2 separate regions of the Mus musculus genome follow, and region 1 is linked to region 2. The links are chromatin contacts, called in public HiChIP or PLAC-seq maps. All regions are on one chromosome and are shown on one strand. The core of a region is the stretch at or near the end of the contact, and the rest is flanking DNA. Distances in the headings are between cores, read along the strand shown. Region 1 overlaps Srgap2 (SLIT-ROBO Rho GTPase activating protein 2). Region 2 overlaps Srgap2 (SLIT-ROBO Rho GTPase activating protein 2).

Region 1 (4,755 bases), core at 41-2,540, 110 kb before region 2:
TCATTCTCTGTGCATGTCTACCTGTGCTTTTGCATACAAGATTCTTCCTCTTCTTCCTCCGCAACCATGCTTTCTCTTACTCTTCACCTTGTGCTCTGCTGCATAACACTGGACTCCTGTTGCTTCCCTTAATCTGCCAAGCATGCTTAGCAGAGTCCTGCCTTGAGACTCTGAAGCTTCTTCTTCCTAGCACACTAGCATTTTCATAGTTCATTTCTCTGCTGTCTTGAATCTCTACTTGAAAGTTACCTTATTAAATAGCCTTTGTGACAGTTCTCTAGAAAATGTACCCTGACTTGGTATTTTCTTTTTCTTTTTTTTTAAATGGAAATCAGAGTTAGTTTTTTTTTTTTTAAGATTTATTTATGTATATGAGTACACTGTACACACCAGAAGAGGACATCGGATCCCACTACAGATGGTTGTGAGCCACCATGTGGTTGCTGGGAATTGAACTCAAGGACCTCTGGAAGAGTAGTCAGTGCTCTTAACAGCTGAGTCATCTCTCCAGCCCTGACCTGTTGTTTTCTGTTCGATTAATTTCAAATCACTTTCCCCCACTCCCCACTGTCCTCTAATGTTCCTGTGGGAAAAGGATTTTGTTCTGCTCTGTCTTTAATGCTTACAAAGTGCTTGGTAGGTATTTGTTGATTGAATACATCAGCCTATTACTGATTCAGTATCCTCTGTAGAAGGAGTCTCTTGGACCAGTGTTGCAGTATAGCGTTTGGAGACGGTATGGACAATACAGCTCTATTTGTTTAGAATAGGAATTTTCTTAATGTAAAAGGTATTTATTAACTTAAGTCCCAGTTTTAGCTTTAGGAGTATCATTTATTAATCAAAAGTCAAAGGATGGATTAGAAAGGAACTGAGAGACCATTTGATCATTTTCTGCCTTGCTGTCTATGTGAGAAGATAAGTGAACTGTCCAAAGTCATTAAGCTGGCTGAGGGTCAGTCTGAAAGTAGGCTTCTCACATCTGCGTTCATAGTCTTTCTTACATTTGTTTCCCTAGCGGTGGGAGTTCTTGAACTTTGAGATTGACATTTTTTTCTCCAGACTCTAAACAGGAGCCTTTCTCTGCACATTATAGGTCAGTATAGATGGGTAATGACTCAGTAATATGTGGAAAATCCCAGAGACTGACTGATGAGAATAGAAACTACCCAAGATGTGCTATGAACACCAAAACATGCTTCCTCTTTTTATTGGCAGGAGATGTATAGGGTGTAAAGGAAATGAGCCTTTGACACCCCAGTTGTTTTGTTACAGGCCACAGTGAATGTGTCTGCCATTTAAATTCAGATTTTTTGATGACTGGCCAAACCAGCTGCAAGCCTAGTCCTTTGGACTAGAAGCCTTGATTTTGCCAACTGTTCATTTTCTTGATAAACTTCATTATTTCAGGCATTTGTGTATAGCTAGCTTATTGTGGGGTTGTCAGAGAGGTATAGAGCTATTTCTTAGAGACAGTCATTCCTCCCCAAGTAGCATGTGTCCTGAAGCTGGCCCATCTCCATTCTTTTTGTAAGCATGTAAGGTCTTTTGTTTTAAATGATGATGTGAGCACAGACTGTTTAAAAAGGAAAAAAAAAAAAAGCAAACATTGGTAGGAGTGTGCTTTTAAATTGACCAAAGTGTAATTGGAGTGAGATTAATAAAAAGACAAGTTTATTTAACTACTTGCTATCTGGTTTGTGATACAGGGTATCCTCATTTGATTTAGAAGACACTTTGATCATTCATGAAGGAGATACCGTCTCTAATTCTCTCTATAGCGTATTATACTTGCAATCATCTTTATACCCATGCTTCTACTACATGAGTTTTATCCAAGCAAAGGTTCTGAACTTGACAGATACATATTTTGAAACAAGTGAAGTTCCAGTGTAGCTGTGCCACCTAGAAAGATTCATTTTGCTTTAATTACAAAGCCCATTTTAACTTAGTTTTTCTAACCAAAATACAGAGCAGAAAGATTTAAGGCTATGCTTTAAGATACTCAGTAAAGGGCTAGAGAGATGGCTCAGTGGTTAAGAGCATTGACTGCTCTTCCGAAGGTCCTGAGTTCAAATTCCAGCAACCACATGGTGGCTCACAACCATGTGTTATGAGACCCTCTTCTGGTGTGTCTGAAGAAAAAAAAAAGATACCTAGTGAAACAAAACTCATAAAATTAGGAACCAGGAGATTGTCTGTAGACGGTTTCTTGTTTAGGTTGGGTATCTATTTTATATCTCCTGACTTTGTAAGGTTATTTTTTGGGTGATTCTCACATATGAGTCTCAGTCACTTGTGGAATCTTTTGATAGAGAGAAGTCAATCCTTGAGTAGCTGAGTTTTGGTTCCTATAGATTTTCTTATAGAGAAGCTAGAGGAGCTGTCAGGATTAGAAGTCGTCTGATGGTTTTGGTGGCTGGAATTGTGCTAGATTCTGACTTACCTTCTTTTAACCCATGGCGAATTCCCTGATCCTTTTGAGGTAAAGGCAACTTACAACATAAATAGTGAGGCAGTTAAATCCTCACCAATTCTTATTTTCTGTGTTAAAATATCTTAGAGTTTAGTCCTGCTTTTCTCCTTTTTTTTCTTTTTGTTTTTTCCTAGTAGTGTTTTTAATTGGCAATTTCATTTACACATAAGTAAAAGGATATTAACCCAGCTCTGGAAATAAAACTAAGCCTGTATATTAGTTCCCTAATTATTCTTCCTGTTCCACTTTTTTTGCTATTTTAGAAGTAGGGTGACTGATCTCTCTCTCTCTCTCTCTCTCTCTCTCTCTCTCTCTCTCTCCCTCCCTCCCTCCCTCCCTCCCTCCTTCTCTTCTTTTTTCCTTCTTTCCTTCTTTCTCCTTTCCTGCCTCCCTCTTCCTCTCTTCCTGATGTTGTCTTTGACATTTTTGTTTTGGAAGAACAGATGACAAGCTGTGTTTAAGACTCTATGAGAGGGTACAGATGGATGACAATCTTTGATAATGGTGACCAGAATTAGGATAAATTAAATGAAGTAAACATTGTCCCCCAGTGATAGGAACAAGTGACCACAAGTGTTAAACAGATCTGGAATGGGATTCTCACCTCATCTCCAAGATTCTGCAGGGAATACACACTGCCTAGAGACCCATTTCCCCCTGACCCTATAAAGATTTTTTAAAAGAGTAACGTCCTAAGTGGTTTTCTGGCCTGATTGCCTGCTTGTTATTCTTTGAGAGAAAGGAGGAAGGCAACTGCCTGTGGCGCCTCACAATCTCCAGAGGTGTGTAGATTCTGCCCTGGACAATACTAATCCCCTGGTGAATGCTTTCCTCTATTCATTGCCCCTATACAACTTCCTGGGATCCAGCATTGGTAGCTCTTTCAGTGGACCACTCCTTTCTGCTAAAGTTGCCTGGCAGTGGTGCAAGTTTTCTGGTTGCTTTGCTGGCTTGTTACTTGAGTGGTAGTTAGGGAGAGGCTAGACTGAGCTTTTGAGACTAGTGTCTTGATCCCTTGTAGATGATCTGTTGAGAACTTTGTCTTCACTCTGCCACCTTTTGTGGCACTGTATGTGGTTCTCGAGATGAGAATGGAGATGAACTGGAGTCCTTTGTTGGTGTTTTGGTAAAGAAGTTGTCTTAGTAAGGGTTTCTTTTGCTGTAATAAAACACCAAGACCAAAAGCAATGTGGGGAGGAAATGGTATTTCATTTTACAATTCTGAGATCACAATATATCACTGGGGGATGTCAGGGCAAGAAATTAACGCAGGAACCTGGAGGTAGAAACAGAAGCAGAGGCCATGGAGGAGTGTTCTTATAAACTTGTTCTTCATGGTTTGCTCAGCTCTATTTTCTTAAACCATCTAGGACCACCTGCTCAGGCATGGTACCACACCAATGGGCCGGGCCCTCCCTCATCAATCTTTAATTAAGAAACTGCACCATAAGTTTGCCCATAGACCAGTTTGATGGGGCATTTTCTCAGTTGAAGTTTCCTCTTCTCATGTAATTCTAACTTGTGTTGACTTGACAAAAAACAAACCAGGACAATAGTCTAGACTATGCATAGGTGGGCTTTTTGCTTTCGTATGTGTGCTTATTTTTGTTTTTTGTTTTGTTTTGGTTTGGTTTTTTTTGACCCTTTTATCATCATCATCATTATTTTATTTATTTATTTATTTATTTATTTATTTATTTATTTTTATGGTGTCTTTGTTTGCATGTATGTTTGTGTGCCTGGACCCAAGGAAGCCCAAAGAAGAAGTTGGATTCCCTGGAGGTGGAGTCACAGATGGTTGTGAGCTGCCATGTCAGTACTGGGAATGAAACCCAGGTCTTGTGGAAGAGGAAGTGCTCTTAACTGCTGAGTCATCTCTCGGCCCTTTTCTTAACCTGTGATATTTCTCCATGAGCTCTTGCTACATTTTTCATGCCTTTGGATTTTCTACCTTCTCTTGATTGAATTTACATAATATCCACTTTTAAGATCAGGCACTTTTGCATTTCTGGAACTAATTATTAATGAATGGTAGTTTATAAGCACTCTCTAGGAAGCCAGTGTACAGAGAATTAGAATTCCAGATCAAGTGCTAGGCAACTATAAATTTGACACCTCTTAGTTGACAGCTCGAGAGGGTTTTTAATTACCCTTCACGTTAGTCTCTCTCCTGTTCATAGAAGCCTTACTTAAATCTTAAATCCTAAGTTACTTGACTTAGGTTCTGTCTTAGTATGATGGTAAGCTTTGTAAACTTGACACAGCCTAGAAGCATCTGG
Region 2 (4,501 bases), core at 1,476-3,975:
AAGCCAGGGACCCCAAACTTGATGACAAGGAATGTAGCCTACATCACACTTCTGCATATTGGAAAGCGTTTAGGTCTTAAACTATGCATCAGAACTTAGATTAATTGTGGTTTGAGATTAGAGCAGATGCTGTAAATGGAAGCACAGATTCCTAAAGTCTTCAATGTGCAGCATCATTTCAGGCGAAGAGAACATGGCAAACACAACAGAGAGGTAAGCTTCGGCCTTGGAGAAAAGAAGGCAGTCTGCTTTGAACTCTTCAGACTGTGGTTTGTAGCAGTGTGCCTCAGGAGCCCTGGTGTTTGTTTTCTCTCAGCCATGTTTTGTTAATTACATTGAGAACACACACCAAGGAAGTTCCTTCTGCCAAAGGAGGAATACTTCAGTTGTAAACTTGTAGCTTTTCCAACCCTTTCCAAAGTTTGGATGTGCCAGCACTATGTGTCATTTTCTAGGGTGCCCTAACCTATTTGAAGGTGAAAATGATCTTCTGTATTTACTTCTTCCTCCCTCCCTCTACTCCTCCTTCCCTCTCTTCCTCCCTCCTTCCCTCCCTACCTCCCTCCCTCCCTGCCTTCCTCTTATCTCTCCATGCTTTACCCCCTTCCTTCACAGGATGGGAGGATAGTGGTGATGTGCTCCACAAGCGTCTGAGATCAGAATTCCAAATTCTTGATCCAGAAGTTTAGGTGTGGCCAGTATGTCATGGTAACTGTTGGTAAATAGACTTGAGTGGTCATCTAATTTGTCTCCAGTGATGCTCCAGTTGTTTTGAATTTCTACTCACTGACTCTTAATCTCTGAAGCCAAGTAATAGGTGGTACTCTTTGTCCCCTAAGTTTTTATTTCTCTCAAATGAAGTTAAGACTTTTTAAAAATAGAAGCATGGTATTGTGAACCATTTTCAGAGTGGATGAGTTTCCTGAACCTTATCTTTTCATTGCTTAACTTCTCTTTATTTTTAGACCATCTTCTAGGTACCAAGAAGAGCTGAGTCTTGCCTCTGTAGATCTCTCTAACATAACAATGGCACATGCTATTCTAGGACTCCTGTTTTCCCAGTAAATAAGCATCTTGAGTCTTTGCTATTTGCTGTTTACCAGAAGTCGAGCAACATCCTCAAACCAACTCAGACCCAGCATACTGCTTTTGCAGTGAGGTAGCAGAGGAAGAAGAGTCTAAAGAACTGTTAGCTTTGCCTTACTTCATAAGTGTTGATTTAGAAAGCAAATGGCAATATGTAAGCTGTGGTGGAATGAGGATGAAAACCATGGAGCTTGCTGCTTTTTCTGATGAAAGACAAGATGGAAGATTCTCCCCACCCACCCCAGCCCTGTGCCTACCATCCCCTATGTATTATTTTTAGTATTTATTTTGAGTGTGCATAAGGGATCATTCTTAGAAGTTTGTTCTCTCCTGCCACCTTGTGGGATCTGGGGATCAAACTCAGGTCATTAGGCCTCTCTACTCAGCCATCTCCCAGCCCTGAGACCTCTATGCTTAGTCTTCAGACCAGTATTGGCGATGGCTTCTGTGGCCACCATGAGCCCATAGTTAATAGAGAGCATAAAGCCTAGCATCCACATGCAGAATCAGTGCGTGTGCTGCTCCCTGCTTTGAGGTGAATTATTATACTTAAGATTCATCAAGTCCCAAATAAGGCTTAGCTATTTACATCTAAATGGAAAAAGAAAAACAGAAGACACCAGGAACTTCCAGAGAGGACAGAACAGACTCTGGTACACTGAGCCTTATACATGGTGGCCTCCCCCATTCCTACAAAGTAGAATGTGTGTCAGTGTCTGCTGATGTTTTTAGTTGTCGTGACTGGAGGATCCTACAATGTACAGAACAATTTGCCGCAATAGTTATCAAGCTCCAAAAGCACGGGTGTGCTGAGCCTAGACTGCTAAATTAGACACCTGAGAATCTGTCCTGCTCTGACTACTAGATGCATGCACTTGGAAGTCATGCACTGCAAGTCAGCATGATGATAAAAGTTGGTGGGAAGTTTGTTGTTTTCCACCCAGCAATTCCCCAGAAGCAGCAGCAAGTGACATGCTCTGATACCTGTATGCCATATGGCTGACAATGATTGAGGAATTCATATTTTCAAAATATGAGACTATATAAATTTGAAGGACCAAATAAATTTGAAGATTCTGTATAGATTATTAGGAAAGTTACAGACTAGAATTAAAAGTTGTTGTTTATGTAGGGTGAGAATATCTTAGGACTGGTCTGAGATTTGGGTGACTATATATCCTTTTTGCTGATTAGCCTAGTGCTCATGAAGAGAGAGAGAGCCACATTTTATTCAATACTTGAGAAGCAGAGGCAGGTTGAGTTCAAAGTCAGTCTGTTCTACATCGTGAGTTCCAGGCCAGCCAGTGTGACACAGTGAAACCTTCTCTTAAACATCGTGAGTTCCAGGCCAGCCAGTGTGACACAGTGAAACCTTCTCTTAAACATCGTGAGTTCCAGGCCAGCCAGGGTGACACAGTGAAACCTTCTCTTAAACATCGTGAGTTCCAGACCAGCCAGGGTGACACAGTGAAACCTTCTCTTAAACATCGTGAGTTCCAGGCCAGCCAGGGTGACACAGTGAAACCTTCTCTTAAACAGTTTCCTAGGACATATTTTTAGTGCTGAATTGGTAGTCTTGAGGAGAGCAGGATGTTAGTCACCCTACATGAGATAGTGGCTTCCTCAAGCAGGAACTTGATACTACCATGTGCTGCTAGCTTTGGAAAGCTATTTGCCATATATATACTCTTTGGGCATTAGGAAGAAATACGGAGAGTTTCTTCTAAAGAGCATTTCCCTATTTGCTCTATTTAAGAAAACAGGAAAGAACTGCTTTCACTGATCCTGTCAGCAGTAGAAATCATATGTGGCCAGGCATTGGTGGTGCACACCTTTAATCTCAGCAATTGAGAGGCAGAGCCAGGCAGATTTCTGAGTTTGAGGCCAGCCTGGTCTACAGAGTGATTTCCAGGACAGCCAGGGCTACACAGAGAAACCCTGTCTCAAGGGGGAGGGGGGGAAAGAAAGAAAGAAAGAAAGAAAGAAAGAAAGAAAGAAAGAAAGAAAGAAAGAAAGAAAGGAAGGAAGGAAGGAAGGAAGGAAGGAAGGAAGGAAGGAAGGAAGGAGAGAAGAGAAGAGAAGAAAAGAAAGAAAGAAATCATGTGTGATTTGTGGGTCATTGAAAGAAGAGATGAAGACCACTGTATTTTTCAGTGGTCTTCTTGCAGTTGCCCCTAACACCCATGAATACTTCTTTTGAGGGAACCAATTACTCAAGGGTTGATCATCTAAGTACTTTTAAACTTTGATGAGCCAAGAGGCAGAGCCCAGGTAGCTCTAAATAAAGATGCCTTTGAACAAGAGATCCAGAACCCCATGATAAGTAGCCAGCTATTCCTCTGCACCTTCTTCTTCTGCCTGAAGGGGCTTTGATTTCCCTGAGTTAGCATTATGTGCCAGGGGGAGTTTCCCACAGCTGTTCTCCCAGAGAGCAATCCCAGAGATTCTTGCACATATGTATGCTGGTCCATTATCCCCCTCTCCATCACAATGAGCTGGCTAGCTTGTAAGCCATAGTAAAGTGGTTTTCATTTTCTTTCTCATGTTGTAGGAATGCCTTTGAAGTCAGAGTGCAGTACTTCCTAAAGAACTCTTGGATTGATTGTCTGCCTCAATTGTACAGAGAGGCAGTGTCTGGAAAACCCAGGAAGCCCCTACAGGAAAGAGTATATATGGAGACAGGGAAGCCACATGGATTGGCCATGAAGAGTCAAAGAAACAGTAACATGAGAGAGGGCGGGGAGAGAGATAGTGAGACACTCTGGGGCTATCTTTACTCCAGAGGTTTTATGCTTCTGTATTATCTCTGAAGATGTCTTCTTGACTTGGTGCAGCAGCTGGTTGCAGGGCTGTTTCAAATTGAAATTCAGCACCTGTTCCCTTGAATCAGTGTCAGCTAATAGTCCCCTGATACTGTTTGTCTATTTGACCCTGGCATTAGGCACTAGCCATATAAAGACAAATAAGAGTTAGTGCTAAACTCAGGACATTTGGTTTTAATATGGAGTGGGGGTGCAGCAAAATGAGGCAGCAGATGAAAATAAGGTGCAAACTCTTTTACAAGTCTGTGGTAGAAGGGCATGTTCTTGAAGAGGTACAAGAATGGAATCTTAATTGCCAGTTGCCAGGAAGTCTTGGGTTTTTCACCTATCTTCTCCCCAACTCCCTTCATTGAGTTCTTACTCAAAGATATTGCTATATCTTTCCCATTCTCCATCTCTCTTGGGCTCTTACTGATAAACTGTTTTCAGTCTTTTTTTTTTTTCCTATATATACTGTTTCCACTGAGTTACCTATTTGGGTCTTACAAATTTTAGAAAACATTGGAAACCTCCTCAAATGTCTGAAAATCATTCTATGTAAATATACATACATATATACATACATACATACATACATACATACATACATACAT

The links. HiChIP or PLAC-seq counts read pairs in DNA pulled down with a chosen protein or histone mark.
Region 1: an H3K4me3 HiChIP or PLAC-seq map of bone marrow-derived macrophages shows a contact between it and region 2, with 4 times the contacts expected there. The contact joins two enhancer-like sites. A contact is called at or near these places in 3 of 15 datasets of contacts at CTCF or cohesin (CD8 T cells, large pre-B cells and pro-B cells), 3 of 484 Hi-C or Micro-C datasets (bone marrow-derived macrophages and nephron progenitors), 7 of 115 datasets of contacts at active chromatin or transcription factors (CD8 T cells, the HPC-7 cell line, bone marrow-derived macrophages and 4 more) and 4 of 9 other capture datasets (adipose tissue, bone marrow-derived macrophages, liver and 1 more).

Annotation. Positions count from the first base shown.
Region 1 is chr1:131,470,391-131,475,145 of GRCm38.p6, reverse strand. All of the region lies in intron 2 of Srgap2 (SLIT-ROBO Rho GTPase activating protein 2), which reads left to right. Among named protein-coding and RNA genes, the nearest start is that of Srgap2, 55 kb to the left of the region's middle. Within about 2 kb of position 1,290, at least 40 of the 459 cell types and tissues checked have an H3K27ac peak or open chromatin away from gene starts, as enhancers often do. A contact at or near this core is called in bone marrow-derived macrophages and microglia, where this site is marked.
Region 2 is chr1:131,359,210-131,363,710 of GRCm38.p6, reverse strand. All of the region lies in intron 5 of Srgap2 (SLIT-ROBO Rho GTPase activating protein 2), which reads left to right. All of the region lies in intron 3 of Gm51644 (a long non-coding RNA gene), which reads right to left. Among named protein-coding and RNA genes, the nearest start is that of Ikbke, 82 kb to the right of the region's middle. Within about 2 kb of position 2,725, at least 13 of the 459 cell types and tissues checked have an H3K27ac peak or open chromatin away from gene starts, as enhancers often do. A contact at or near this core is called in bone marrow-derived macrophages and microglia, where this site is marked.